Regions from separate parts of the Mus musculus genome. Here region 1 is linked to region 2. Evidence: chromatin contacts called from public Hi-C data. All regions are on one chromosome and are shown on one strand. Each heading gives the region's core, a stretch centred on a gene start, on an enhancer-like site or on the middle of the called end of the contact. The rest is flanking DNA. Distances are from core to core; before and after follow the strand shown. Region 1 has its middle 23 kb from the start of Gm41274. Region 2 overlaps Pdzd2 (PDZ domain containing 2).

The links. Hi-C and Micro-C count contacts between places; a contact is called where the count stands out from the background.
Region 1: a Hi-C map of the G1E-ER4 cell line shows a contact between it and region 2, with 2.5 times the contacts expected there. The contact joins two enhancer-like sites. A contact is called at or near these places in 2 of 39 promoter capture datasets (both in embryonic stem cells), 21 of 484 Hi-C or Micro-C datasets (the G1E-ER4 cell line, cardiomyocytes, embryonic fibroblasts and 6 more) and 1 of 9 other capture datasets (embryonic stem cells).

Annotation. Positions count from the first base shown.
Region 1 is chr15:12,772,176-12,778,261 of GRCm38.p6, forward strand. No RefSeq gene overlaps it. Among named protein-coding and RNA genes, the nearest start is that of Gm41274, 23 kb to the right of the region's middle. Within about 2 kb of position 2,191, at least 10 of the 459 cell types and tissues checked have an H3K27ac peak or open chromatin away from gene starts, as enhancers often do. A contact at or near this core is called in the G1E-ER4 cell line, where this site is marked.
Region 2 is chr15:12,681,271-12,687,456 of GRCm38.p6, forward strand. The region is part of intron 2 of Pdzd2 (PDZ domain containing 2); the gene reads right to left. Among named protein-coding and RNA genes, the nearest start is that of Gm41273, 33 kb to the left of the region's middle. Within about 2 kb of position 1,556, at least 20 of the 459 cell types and tissues checked have an H3K27ac peak or open chromatin away from gene starts, as enhancers often do. A contact at or near this core is called in the G1E-ER4 cell line, where this site is marked.

The sequences.
Region 1 (6,086 bases), core at 941-3,440, 92 kb after region 2:
CTTCATCTAGGGGTGGGAGGTGGGGGTGCCAGGTAGGGGTGGGAGGTAGAGGCAGGATGTGGGTGTGGATCCTCCCTAACGCTGACATCCATCCATAACACCAAATAAAGATGAAGTAAAGTTGGGAGAGGGGAGTAGAAGGATCTTAGGAGCCAGAGGGGCTGAAGACACCAGGTAGACAGGATCCTCAGAATCAACTAAGCCAGGTTCATAGCTGTTCACAGAGCCTGCACAGGTCTTGTCTGAGCTAGGTCCTCTGCATATATGTTATAGTTGTTAGCTTGGTGTTCCTGTGAGACCCCTAACAGGGGGAGTGGGGCATCTCTGACTCTTTTGCCTGCTCTTGGGACCCTTTTCCCCCTACTGGCTTGCCTCATCCAGCCTTGATATGAGTGCTTGTGCCTAGTCTTATTGTACATTCTTACTCCATGTTTGGTTGATATCCCTGGAAGGCCTGCTTTTTCTCTGAAGGGAAACAGAAGAACAGTGGATCTGGAGGAGAGGGGAGGTAAGAGGGATACTGAATGGAGAGGAGGGAAGGGAGGGTGTGGTCTGGATGTATTATATGACAAGAATAAAAAAAAAAAAAGACTATCAGGAGAGCATAGTTTTTTATTATGTATTTTATTCTATGTTTTTGTGTGTGTTTGGGGAGGCAGTATATGTATGCATACAATTTTGTGTGGCACAGGTACACAGGTAGGGTGTGTGTGCATGACTGTACATATAGAGGCCAAGGATCAACCTTAGGTGTTGTTCCTCAATAGCTATCTACCTCAGTTTTTGAAACACAGTCTCTCACTGGGACCTGGAGCTCACTGTCTTGATGAGGCTACATGAGCAGCTAACTCTAAGGATCTGTTTGTCTCAGCTACCACTGAGCTGGCATTACAAGTGTGCGCCTCTATCTTATCTCTGTTTCTTGCTGCTGTGATAAAATACCCTGATAAAAGCATCTTAGGAGAGAAGGCCTAATCTGACTCACAATTCCTGGCTACTGTCCACTGTTGCAAGTAAGTCAAGGCACATTATATTCACATCAACAGCAGAGAACAATGAATTGCGGCATGCATGCTAGTGTCCAACTGGCCTCCTCCAGTCCCATACGGTCCAGAATCCCCTTGCCTAGGGAATGGCATCACCTGCATTGGGTGGGTATTCCTACTTTGTAATCCCCCATAGACATGCCCACAGGCCAACATGCTATAGATAGTACTTCATTAAGCCTCCCTTCCCAGGTGATTCTATATGGTGTCAAATTGGCAATTAAAACTAACCACCACTGCCACCATGCCTGGCTTTTGTTTTGTTTTGGTTTTTTAATTGATGCTGGGGATTGAACTCAGGTCCTCTTGCTTGACCAAAAAGCACCTTACTGAATCCTAACACCCTACCCCTTTTATGTTCTAAAAAGAGACAAATTATTAGTTCTCTTATCCTTCACCCATGTTTGCCTCCAGAAACATTTATTTATATTCAGTATATCTATATATATTTAGCCATTAAACATTAAAATGGCGGGCCACACTTGCATATCTGTACTCCCTTGAGATTTTTCTGTGATACCTGATGAATAAGTAATGTGAACACTGAAGTGATTAACTAGAAGCTAAAAGGGTCACCCAGGGGTGAAGACTGGATGGTGTTAATGAATATGGTGGCCGAGGAAGACAGAGCTCTTAGGGATTTATGGGAATAGTATGTCTTCTTAGCCAAATGTGTTCATGCCCAACATCTTACAATAAAGTTTCCCAGTCCTCTGAACCCTATGAATTAATTATTGGCAGAAGAAGGCACAGCCTGAAATGAGACACAACACTTAGTTGTAGGATGGAGTGCGAGGATGTCTGCTATAGCTTGGGGAGTGGAACTCTGGGTGAAACCCTGTACTAAGGCCTTTCTATCAACGAACAAGTCCAGTGCTAGGAATGAATTGTCCTTCCAGGAACATTTTAAGTGTCAGCTAGAATGTATGACTGAAGATACCGCGAATTTCTTAGCATCCATGAAATAAATCTACGGCATTTGAATTTTTTATGCAAATCCTCACAGACATCTGTGACAGGGCTGAGACATAGCTTGAAACTGCCCCACTCACACCTGCCAACAATTGCTTACTCCCTCAGCCCCGTCAGTTTCAGACCTGGCTATTTTGCTCCGGTTTATAGTTGTTGCTGTTGTTGATTTTCTCTCTCCCTCCAGGGGCAGTCAGTCTCATCATTGAGTCAGCGAGCCAGAAATAACTCTAAAGCATGAAACATGCTGTATGAAACAATCTTATTTATAACTGGAAATGCTTGCATTTCCGTTCTTATCTATGTCTACATATGACAGGCATCAAAAGTAAGGCAATAACATTTTCTCACGGGGTGGCTTTGGCTTTCTGTCTCAGTCACTGTGTAACAGAGCATGTGTAGACTTTTCTCCCATCTTGCTTTTCTCTGAGTATATCGCAGCTTTTGATAATCATCACGCATCATTGGCTCTCCTTTCTTCCCCACATTTGGTCTTCAGCCCTTACCAGGATTGCTCAGGAGGGGACGGTGGGGTGGGTTGGATGTCCCCAAGTTCCTTTGATAACTGGCTTCCCTCCACAACAGCACTGATGTGGAGATATGGCAGGGGATGGGAGGGAGAGAAGAGAGATTACACTGGCTTCTCCCCCTCTGTTCCCCTCTAACATGGGTTAAGCCTCTGACTTGGCTGCATCTGCCCCAGCCACAGACCCTTCTCTGGCTTTTCTGTACTCACTGGGCTCAGTATTCTGCTGCCTCCTTTGTCCTTTTTGCTCTCAATATGGTAATGGCTGGCCTCAGTTGCTAGCCTCAGCATCCTTACTACCTTTTGTTCCTAATGTCCCTTCTTTGGGATGAGTTAAAGTAAAGTTAGCTTCCTGCTGGGACCATGGCTAATATGCTTCTTCATAATCAAGTAAATAGAAAGGGGAAGAAGAAAAAACCCGCTTGGGATGGGGTCAGGGTGTGGGCATGGGGTTGGGGGTAGAATTTGGTCTTTAAAAGCAAGAATGAACAGCAGGGTCTGGCATTACTTGTCTGGAGTCCCTGCATTGACTCAGAAATTGAGCTAAGAGAACTCTAGAGTACAGAGAACTCTAGTTTGAGGTATACAACAGGTCTCAAAACAGCTAGAGCTACACATCAAATTTTTGCCTCTACAGATAAACACAAATGAGCATTAACCAGGTGGTTAAGTTAAAACCCTCCAACTAGAAAATGCTGCAGTTCAAGACATCACCAGGTAAAGGTGTCACTAACCCAATACCAGTTTTACCTATGTCTGACATGGGTGTTAGGAATTGAACACTGGTCCCCTGCAAGATCAAAACAAACTCTTAGCCCTGAGTCATGTCTCTGAAACATATGCCATCTTGGATGCATGTTTGTTGAGACATAGAATATTTTTTTCAAGACAGGGTTTCTCTCTGTACTCCTGGCTCTACTCCTGGAACTCACTCTGCAGACTAGGCTGGCTTCTAACTCAAAGATATGCCTGCCTCTACCTCCCAAGTTCTGAGTAAGATTAAAGTCATTTGCCACCAAGTCTAGTGACATTGGATGCTCCCAGAGGAGGTAAAATATTTCATCCTGCAGGGAAATCTTTTCAACTCCTGAAGTAAACAACTCAAAGGCTTCAGAAAAAATCTTCAAACTGACCAGATACTCTAGCCCCCCGACCCCATAAATATATGTGAGCAGTAAGGAAGGACTGGTGGGAGACACTCTCAGGTCAACTGAGCTACCTGAAAGAGACAGAGACCAGTCAAGGTACCAGGAAGACTCTCTGGCCAACTACCCAGGAAAGGACACTCTCCTGCCTGAGCTGCCTGCAGGCCGTGCAGTGTGTTCCAGGGTTTCTAACTCTTAGGAGCTGTCACCCATACTGTCATGAGCTTTAATAATGCAGCTGTCTTTCAGTCATTTCTGCTCCTGTACGTAACCCCTCACTCTTATCCTGTAACACCAGTAAAACTCATTAGTTCACCAAGTTGGACTTTGGTGGTATCCATACTTCTGTCATTGGTTCTTTATCTGGGATGGTTAGACATTTGTTCATATCTCCCCTAGGAATAGCATTACATAACATAATTGGTGCCCGAACAGGGGCAGACAGAACGCAATATGAGTTTCCGGAGGAATAATTACATGGCCCTGGCTATGTAATGTCCTGATAGCAAGGCATGCAAAAACTGAGCCTATGAGCAGAGCATCTACAGGGAGAGCCCAGAATGACTACCCTTTCCTGTGTGGTATGGGATTGTGGGTCAGTGGTGCCATGACCTCCATAGTGGGTGCTGAGACAAGCAACCCAGGCTGGGACCTCTATCTAGAAGAAAAGTCTGGGTAGGGAGTCAACAGGAGGAAGTCCACTGAGGCTGTCTGTCTATGATGTGTGGTGGCAGCTACTTGATGAGTTACATCCAGTCAATAAGAATAACTTTTTTCCTTAAAATGTTTACAAGTTTAGAACAAAGTTTGCAATCCACAAGAGTGGCATATAAGGGGTAAAAATATCAACAGGTGCCACAGAGGATGTGTAGCCATGGCTCCGTATAATTAAAATATGTCTAAGGCTTGCTTGTGTAAGAGAGGGTGAGGTAGAGAAGCTGCCATGCTGTTTCTTACAGTTGGCAAATGTTACCACATTTGAATGAAAATGGCCCCCACTGGCTCATTGGAAGTGGTAATATGAAGGAGGTGTGGCTTGTTGGAGAAAGTGTGTCACTGAGGGGTGGGCTTTGAGGTCTCAGATGCTCAAGCCAGGCCTAATGTCACTCTCTCTCTTCCTGCTGCCAATCCAGATATAGAACTCCCAGATCCCTCTGCAGCACCATGTCTGCCTGTGTGTTGCCCTGTGTCCCATCATGACAACAATGAACTAAACCTCTGAACTGTAAGCCAGTCCCAGTTAAATGTTTTCCTTCATAAAGAGTTGCTGTGGTCATGGTATCTCTTCACAGCAACAGAGACTCTAAGACAGAAGGAAAAAAGAAAAAGGGACACATGTTGAATCTGTGCTAAAGAGCCAGTCCAGGCATCCAAAAACTTAGCACCCAAGGAAAGCGAAGGATATTGAAAAAGAGGAAGAAGACACGGCAAAAAGAACGCTAAAAGATCTAAATATTTTTTAAAAGTGAGCTTTGCTAATTCAGCTCATCCTTCAAGAGTGAAGAAAAAGGTCAGTTTATCATCAGCCTGGAGGCTGGGATGGAGCTTTAGTGACGTGAGGAGTCCCATGATAGGGCATGGTCACTGTAAAGTAAGAAAGGCATTGGGGGGCATCGCTGCCCTTGACAAGCATGGGAACTGGATTGACAGAGTGCTGAAATGCATAAAAACAAGTCAAAAGAAAGGGAGCCCCGGCCAAACAAAGGGACCTCCCTGTGTCGCTTAGAGGCAAATGTGGGTAAAGTCACATCAAGCCAGAGTCCCTGGATGAAAATCTGATAGGAGACCAAGTTTGGTACCAGAGATCCTTTAGAAGGCTCAAAAGTTCACCCCAGGGGCTGCAAACAGGAGCAGAGAGGTACAGATTCTACGGAATCTGATTGTGGGATCGGAACCTCCCAAGCCGCTCCCCTAAAGGAGTAAGCAAGGGTACCTGTAGGTGAGGACTCTGTAGGGTGACTGAAACCCCCTGTTAAATTATTTTATTAATGTTAAAAAATTAGTTATTGGGTAGATGTTAGAAGCAGATGTGCTTTCCTCATGGTCTCAAGAAGATCAATGGCCATAAACCTAAATATAATGAATATTTATTGAAGGAATTAAGTTTGACTGAGGGGCAGACAGCTATCTCCCCTGAGCAAACCATGTACATTTTCTCCTGGGTGCAGAGATTGTTGATTCAGCTCAGGGGACAGGTGCTACTTACTGGCTTGCTTCCTATGGCTTGCTCGGCCTGCTTTCTTACAGAACCCACGACCTCCCTCCCAGGGCGTTCCCACCCACAACGGACTGGGCCCTCTGACATCAATCACTAATTAAGAAAATGCTTGAGAGGATTGCCTGCAACCCAGTCTAATGGAGGCATTTTCTCAGTTGAGGTTCCTGCCTCTCAAATGACTA
Region 2 (6,186 bases), core at 306-2,805:
TTTTTCCTCTGAAACCTGGAAGAGACGTGCTACTGCTGACAAACACTCCCTGGACCCATGTGTGCTATTATTTCTCAGAATGAAGACAAAGATTGATAGGGTAAAATCTGAAACTTGAGAGGAACAGGGGAGGAGACAGCTGATGAACCACAGAGAGGGACAAACTGGGACCCCAGACGTTGGAAGGCTGGGTTTTGTTGCTGTGCTGGCTAATATTATGTCAACTCTACATCTACACAAGGTAGAGTCATCAGAAAGAAGGGAACCTCAATTGTGAAAATGCCTCTATAAGATCTGGCTATAAGAAACTCTGCAGGACATTTTCTTAATAAGTGATTGATGGGGAAGGCCCCACCCATTGTGGGTGGGGCCATCACTGAGCTGGTGGTCCTGGATTCTGTAAGAAAGCAGGACGAGCAAGCCATGGAAAGCAAGCCAGTAAAAAAACCAAACCAAACCAAAAAAAAAAAAAAAAAAAAAAAAAAAAAAAAAAAAACAAACCAAAAAAAAAACCCTCCCATGGCTTCTGTATCAGCTCCTGCCTCCAAGTTCCTGCCCTGACTTCCTTCAATGATGGACTACCATGTGGAAGTGTGAGCCAACATAAACTCTTTCCTCCCCAACTTGCTTTGGTCATGGTGCTTTATCACAGCAATAGTAACCCTAACCAAGACAGTTGCCCAAGCATCTAACTCGTCTGTCTCAAGTCAGTATGTGAAATAGGGTTCCTGGGATGTCCCTGTCAGGGAAGTGTTCTTAGTCCCTTTAAAATAAGGGAAGTAAACAGATAATGTAACTCAGTGTAGAAGGCTTGCCTAGTATGGGCAGGGCCCTAGAGTCCACGCCCAACACTGTGAACACAAGTAAAGATTGGCTCTTCTTAAACTGTAAAATACATTCAGTGATAAAGACCCTGAGACTGCTGTTAGACAAACCCAGCTTTAAACCCATCTCCATACAGAACAGCTGTTGGAGCTTAACTTGTCTAGACCTTAATTTTTCCATCTGTAAAATGGGAAAAAATACCAGTGCTGCTGACTGGTTTGTTCTTAATATTTACTTTTTCTGCCTCTGCATGCATGCAGGGGTGGGGCGGGGTGGGGCAGGATCTTTCTCCACCAGTCCTCTATTAGTGGTACTCTTATCTCCTATAATCTTCAAGAGATCTGAAAGAGGGTAGCGATAATCACCCAGCAAGTTGCTAAGAATGGCCTCTGTGTCCAAGAGCCAATGTGTCATCCAGAACACAGGCTGTGTGGGAAGCCAGTTTCCCCTCACACAAATTACTAGGCACTTAAAAGCTTCCTCTCAAATCCTGATGTTCAGGGTAGAGGGAAAGGCAGGGAGGGGACCTCCAGATCTGGTATTTTAGACTGCAGAAAGGGAAACAGAAAGCTTTATTTATCTGGGCTCCCCAGCTTGCTAATTAACTTTCGGACTGGAAACTATTCTCGTGTCGGCGCCTGCACATCTTCTCATTATTAGAAAAACATCTGCTCGTCATCTCCATGGTTTCCGACAGCCCGAGAGGACCAGAGTTCCGTTCCCAGATGCAAATGTGTGACATCAAAGCTGCCCAGAGCACTGGATTCACCCCTCCTCATCTCCTACCCTAGAGGGCTTAGGCTTTGGGAGATCAGAAAAGTTATTGGATTTTCTAAATAAAATCGGGTGAAGCTACAAGGAGTGTGAGCAGAGACATCTGTGTGTGTGTGTGTGTGTGTGTGTGTGTGTGTGTGTGTGTGTCTGTGCACACACACTAGAAGCATGCTGTTGAATGGGTAAGGACAAAGTACTTAACTTATGCTTCAACTTGGCCACATAAGAGTTTGGACCACTGGATAGATATTTATGGGGTGTGTGTGTGTGGCATCCACTAGGTGCTCAAGTACTGAGTCTGTACATAAAAGGCTCATGGAGGACAAAGGATTTCTGTCCCGGACAGCTAGTGGTTCTTGAAGGACAAACACACCTGTAGACTCTCAGGGTGACCTAGGTATAACTTGGTGCTGTGAGACAGCGGTCCCTGGGAAATGGGGACACACGCTCAGAGCAGTCTCAGCTGGCAGCACCTCAGGATGGCTCCTCTTCTCCTGACTGGGTCTGAGTAATCAATGGTTACCTCTTTACTCAAGGCTGAAGGTTGTCTTGGCATTGAGGACTTCAATGCTAAAACCAGGCTAGCCCTGGCCAACTAGCATGAGTTGACTGTGCCACCTTCTTTTTCATCTTCCTCGCCTCCATCCACCTTTTGCTACGGATATTAAACAGGTCAAATAGTTTTGCCTCAGTGTGCTTATTTTAAAGTGTGAAGAAAGCCAATCCATCTCTCCTGCAGACAGTGAGATAGCCATGGGGAAGATGGGCATGTACTGATACAAGGATCAGGGACACAGTAGGAGAACAAAGGACGGGGGCACATTTGGGCAGACCCTTCAAATTCTACGCTGACAACCAACAGAAACCAACTGTGTAACTCCTGGGCTCCTCCTGCTCATCTGTCAAAGGCCCTCTCAATTCCGAAATCCTTCCTTGGCTCCAACCCCTCCTCTGTTCCCTTCTCCTCCACCCCATCATAATCTAAAGTCCGGCAGCATCTTTACTTCCTGGCTCTCTTCCTCCCTCCGGGCCCATCCCCCATCTCAGTGTGGAATATTCCTCCTGAACTGGCTCACATCTCATCCCCTCCTGCCCCCACGAAGCTATCCCTCCGGCTTGAATAAGTCCCTCCTCCATTGCTGTAGATTCATCTTCATCAGAAGTCAAGAGGTGGTCTTTCTGTCACAGGGAACTGACTGGTCAAATGTGCACAGTGCTTCTCCAAGCTTTTGGGGTGGCAGCTGTATCTGCTTACACATGGGTAATTCCCACCAACATTCCCCGTGAATGCTCAACACTGAGAGTACCGAGTCCTATATATACCATGCTTTTCCCAATAGCTACATGCCCACGGTTGTACTCTCCCGTTTCATGCCTTTGGCATATTTGCACTGACAGTCTCACTACTTCTACATTTGGGGCCTTGCTGTGGGACAAAACTCCTCCTGGGGAGACACAGCACATCTCACTCCAGGTAGGCAGCTCACGACAGACAAAAGTACCAATACCACCAACGTCCAACTTGGGAAACTGGGGTTATTTCCAGGTGCAGAAATTGCTCAAAATCCCACTCCAGCATGGGTGACAGTTCACAATGCTGGGAAGCTAGGGCACACTCCAACCCACAGGCAGCTCAATACATTGGAGTATCCTTTCCAGGTGCCTTGGTTGATCTAAACCTCTTTCAACCAGCTTGGCTTGCTTCTGCCTCTTCCAGGTTATTGGTCTGGTTTCAGAATCTTCTTTGCAGCTTGGCTTGTCTGAGAGTCTTCTTTTCCACGTTGCTAGTCTGAGAAGGACTCTCAACTTTCATTGCTTACTCTGGCAGGAAGGGGCCATGACGGCTGCTGGTGGAGAACTATTAGTAACATTGCATACCTGCATGCAATACAGGACGGGCTTGCTTGGGCAATAGTGGCTCAGCTATCTTGGGTAATACCAACAAACCTTCTGATTAGACTTAAGGCCTGCTCCACAAGCAGGAGTTCAAGTCTGGTACAGTAAACCAGAACTAAAACTTCTGGCTTGGAGGTCATAGGTATCAATGGTTAAATAGCTTTCGTGTTTTTTTCTCTAAACCAACGTGATGTGCCTGTCACATTGCCTTCTGAGTATGTGTTGGTAACCATAGGTCATGGTTGTTGTCAGCCTCAAATCATAACCACTGGTCAGCTCCTGAGAACAAGTGACTGTTGCAGTGGCATGGTGGCCTATTCCTTAGCCATAGGTGGACATCTATAGCATCCCCTCCCCACCACAGCCATAACAGGCTGAGAGTTCACTCACTGGAGTAGATTGGGGGCAGTAATGACATTTAGAGCTAGAGGAAGAAGTGAGGTGCATTCCATCCTACAGGAAAGTTCCTCAAAGAGGAAGGTGAAGCACTCAAATAGTTTCAGGAAGTCCCTGAAACTGACCAGATTCACTAGGCCCCGCCCACCCACAGTAAGCAATAAATGCCGAGAGTCCCTCTCAGACAAACCAAGCTACAAATAAGACTCTCAGATGTGCCAAGCTGTAAAGAAGACTCTGAGACTCTGAGACTAGACCAGCGTTTGCAAAAGGTTTACACCACCCAAGTGACTTAGAACAGGTAGTCTTCAGCCTGTTGAGTGGGCCTCGAGGCTGAGTGTTCCACCCAAGTGACTTAGAACAGGTAGTCTTCAGCCTGTTGAGTGGGCCTCGAGGCTGAGTGTTCCAGGTTCTCAGCTTTGTGAGTTTTCACCCATGCTGGGGTGGGCTTTGCTGAGACAGCTGTCTTTGAGTCATTTCTGCTCCTGAAAGCAACCCCTCACCCACACTCTTGTAAGCCACTGCAATAGAACTCACTGGTTCACCAAGTTGGACTTTAGTGGTATCTCCATACTTGAGTCTGTTGTGGGCTCCCTATTTGGGGTAAGTACATGTGTATGGCATCTCCTCAGAAAAGGCTTTGTAACACAACAGGCCTATTGTTTAAAAAAATTATTTTATTAAATATTCACACTACATGCAAATAATGTGTTTTGATCAAGTCCATCCCCCATTTCCACCCGTTCCTTACCCATTTCCTCCCACTTTCACGTGCTTCCTTTCAGTTTAATTTAAGACTAATTTTGTCTACTTAGTGCTGCCTGTGTGTGTGTAGGTGTGAGAACATCCACTGGAACATGGCTAGTGCCTGCATCCTTGAAGAACAGGATCCTCCCTCTTCAAGCAGCCATCAATTGCCAATTATGTTTCAGATAGGGGTGGAACTTTACAAGCCCCTCCCTGGTTCCCCTCCCCTTTAGAGAAAGAGTCTCTCTGTGTAGCCTCAGCGGGCCTGGAACTTACTAAGTAGACTAGGCTGGCCTCTGCCTCCCAAATCTCCCACCCAAGTAGTAAGAAAAACTTAACACAGGCACTGCAATATGGAGGCTGTGGGTCTGATAACTGAAACAGACTAGGAAAGCATGGGCAGTGTACACAGCATGGATACACCGGACTAATGTGCACAGCACAGATACACTAGACTAATGTGTACAGCATAGATACACTGGACTAATGCACACAGCATGGATACACTGGACTAGTGTGCATGGCATGGATACACTGGACTAATGCACACAGCATGGATACACTGGACTAATGCACACAGCATGGATACACTGGACTAATGCACATAGCATAGATACACTGGACTAATGCACACAGCATGGATACACTGGACTAATGCGCACAGCATGGATACACTGAACTAATGTGCATGGCATGGATACACTGGACTAATGCGCACAGCATGGATACACTGGACTAGTGTGCATGGCATGGGTACACTGGACTAAGAGATGGTTCAGGTTTGGAGCAAGACAGTGTACGATTTCATCACTTTATTCAGAACAGAGTACAACTTAAACTTTATGAATCACTTCTCCATCGCTGCAGGCTCATCTCCCACCCAGGCTGTTCCCTACCCAGAAGCCAAGCGGTGGTTTTTCTATCACGTGCAGCTGATCTCAAAATCCTACCGTGGGTCCTCTAAGCTGCTGTGACAGCAGAAAACGCCTTTCCGAAATTTTCCATTTAATCATTTCTGAACAGATGTGACTGGAGGTAACGAAAACTGCCAAACACCAGTCTGGATATGCAGGGCAGGGATTACCCAGTCTTCATTCTCACCGGGCACACTTCTGAGCATTCTGCTCTGCCCTTTGCCCCTCGATTATAGCTATCATGAACCATGAGTGAATGCCTGCACACTCAATGCTATTTCATGCCTCTCTGCCCTCCAACTCCAGCTCAAAACCTGCCAGCTCCAAAAAGTTTTTCTGAGCTGACCCTTCACCTACCCATCGTCCTTCCTCTGGTCTGGGTTTCTCCTGTGTCCCTTCCACTATACTCTTAACACACTGAGGAGTATGGAATATATGTGCATGTTTCTCTCTTACCAAAATATAAATCCCCTGCAGACAGACTTCATACTAAGCGACAGGATCTAGATTCACCTTGGAGGCAAGCCTCAGGGACAGTCTCTGGTGGACTCGCTAGATTAGGTTAATGGAGGGAGAAAGACCTACCCTGAATGTGAGCAGTACAATTCCATGGGCTGCGTGGCCCCAGACAGCC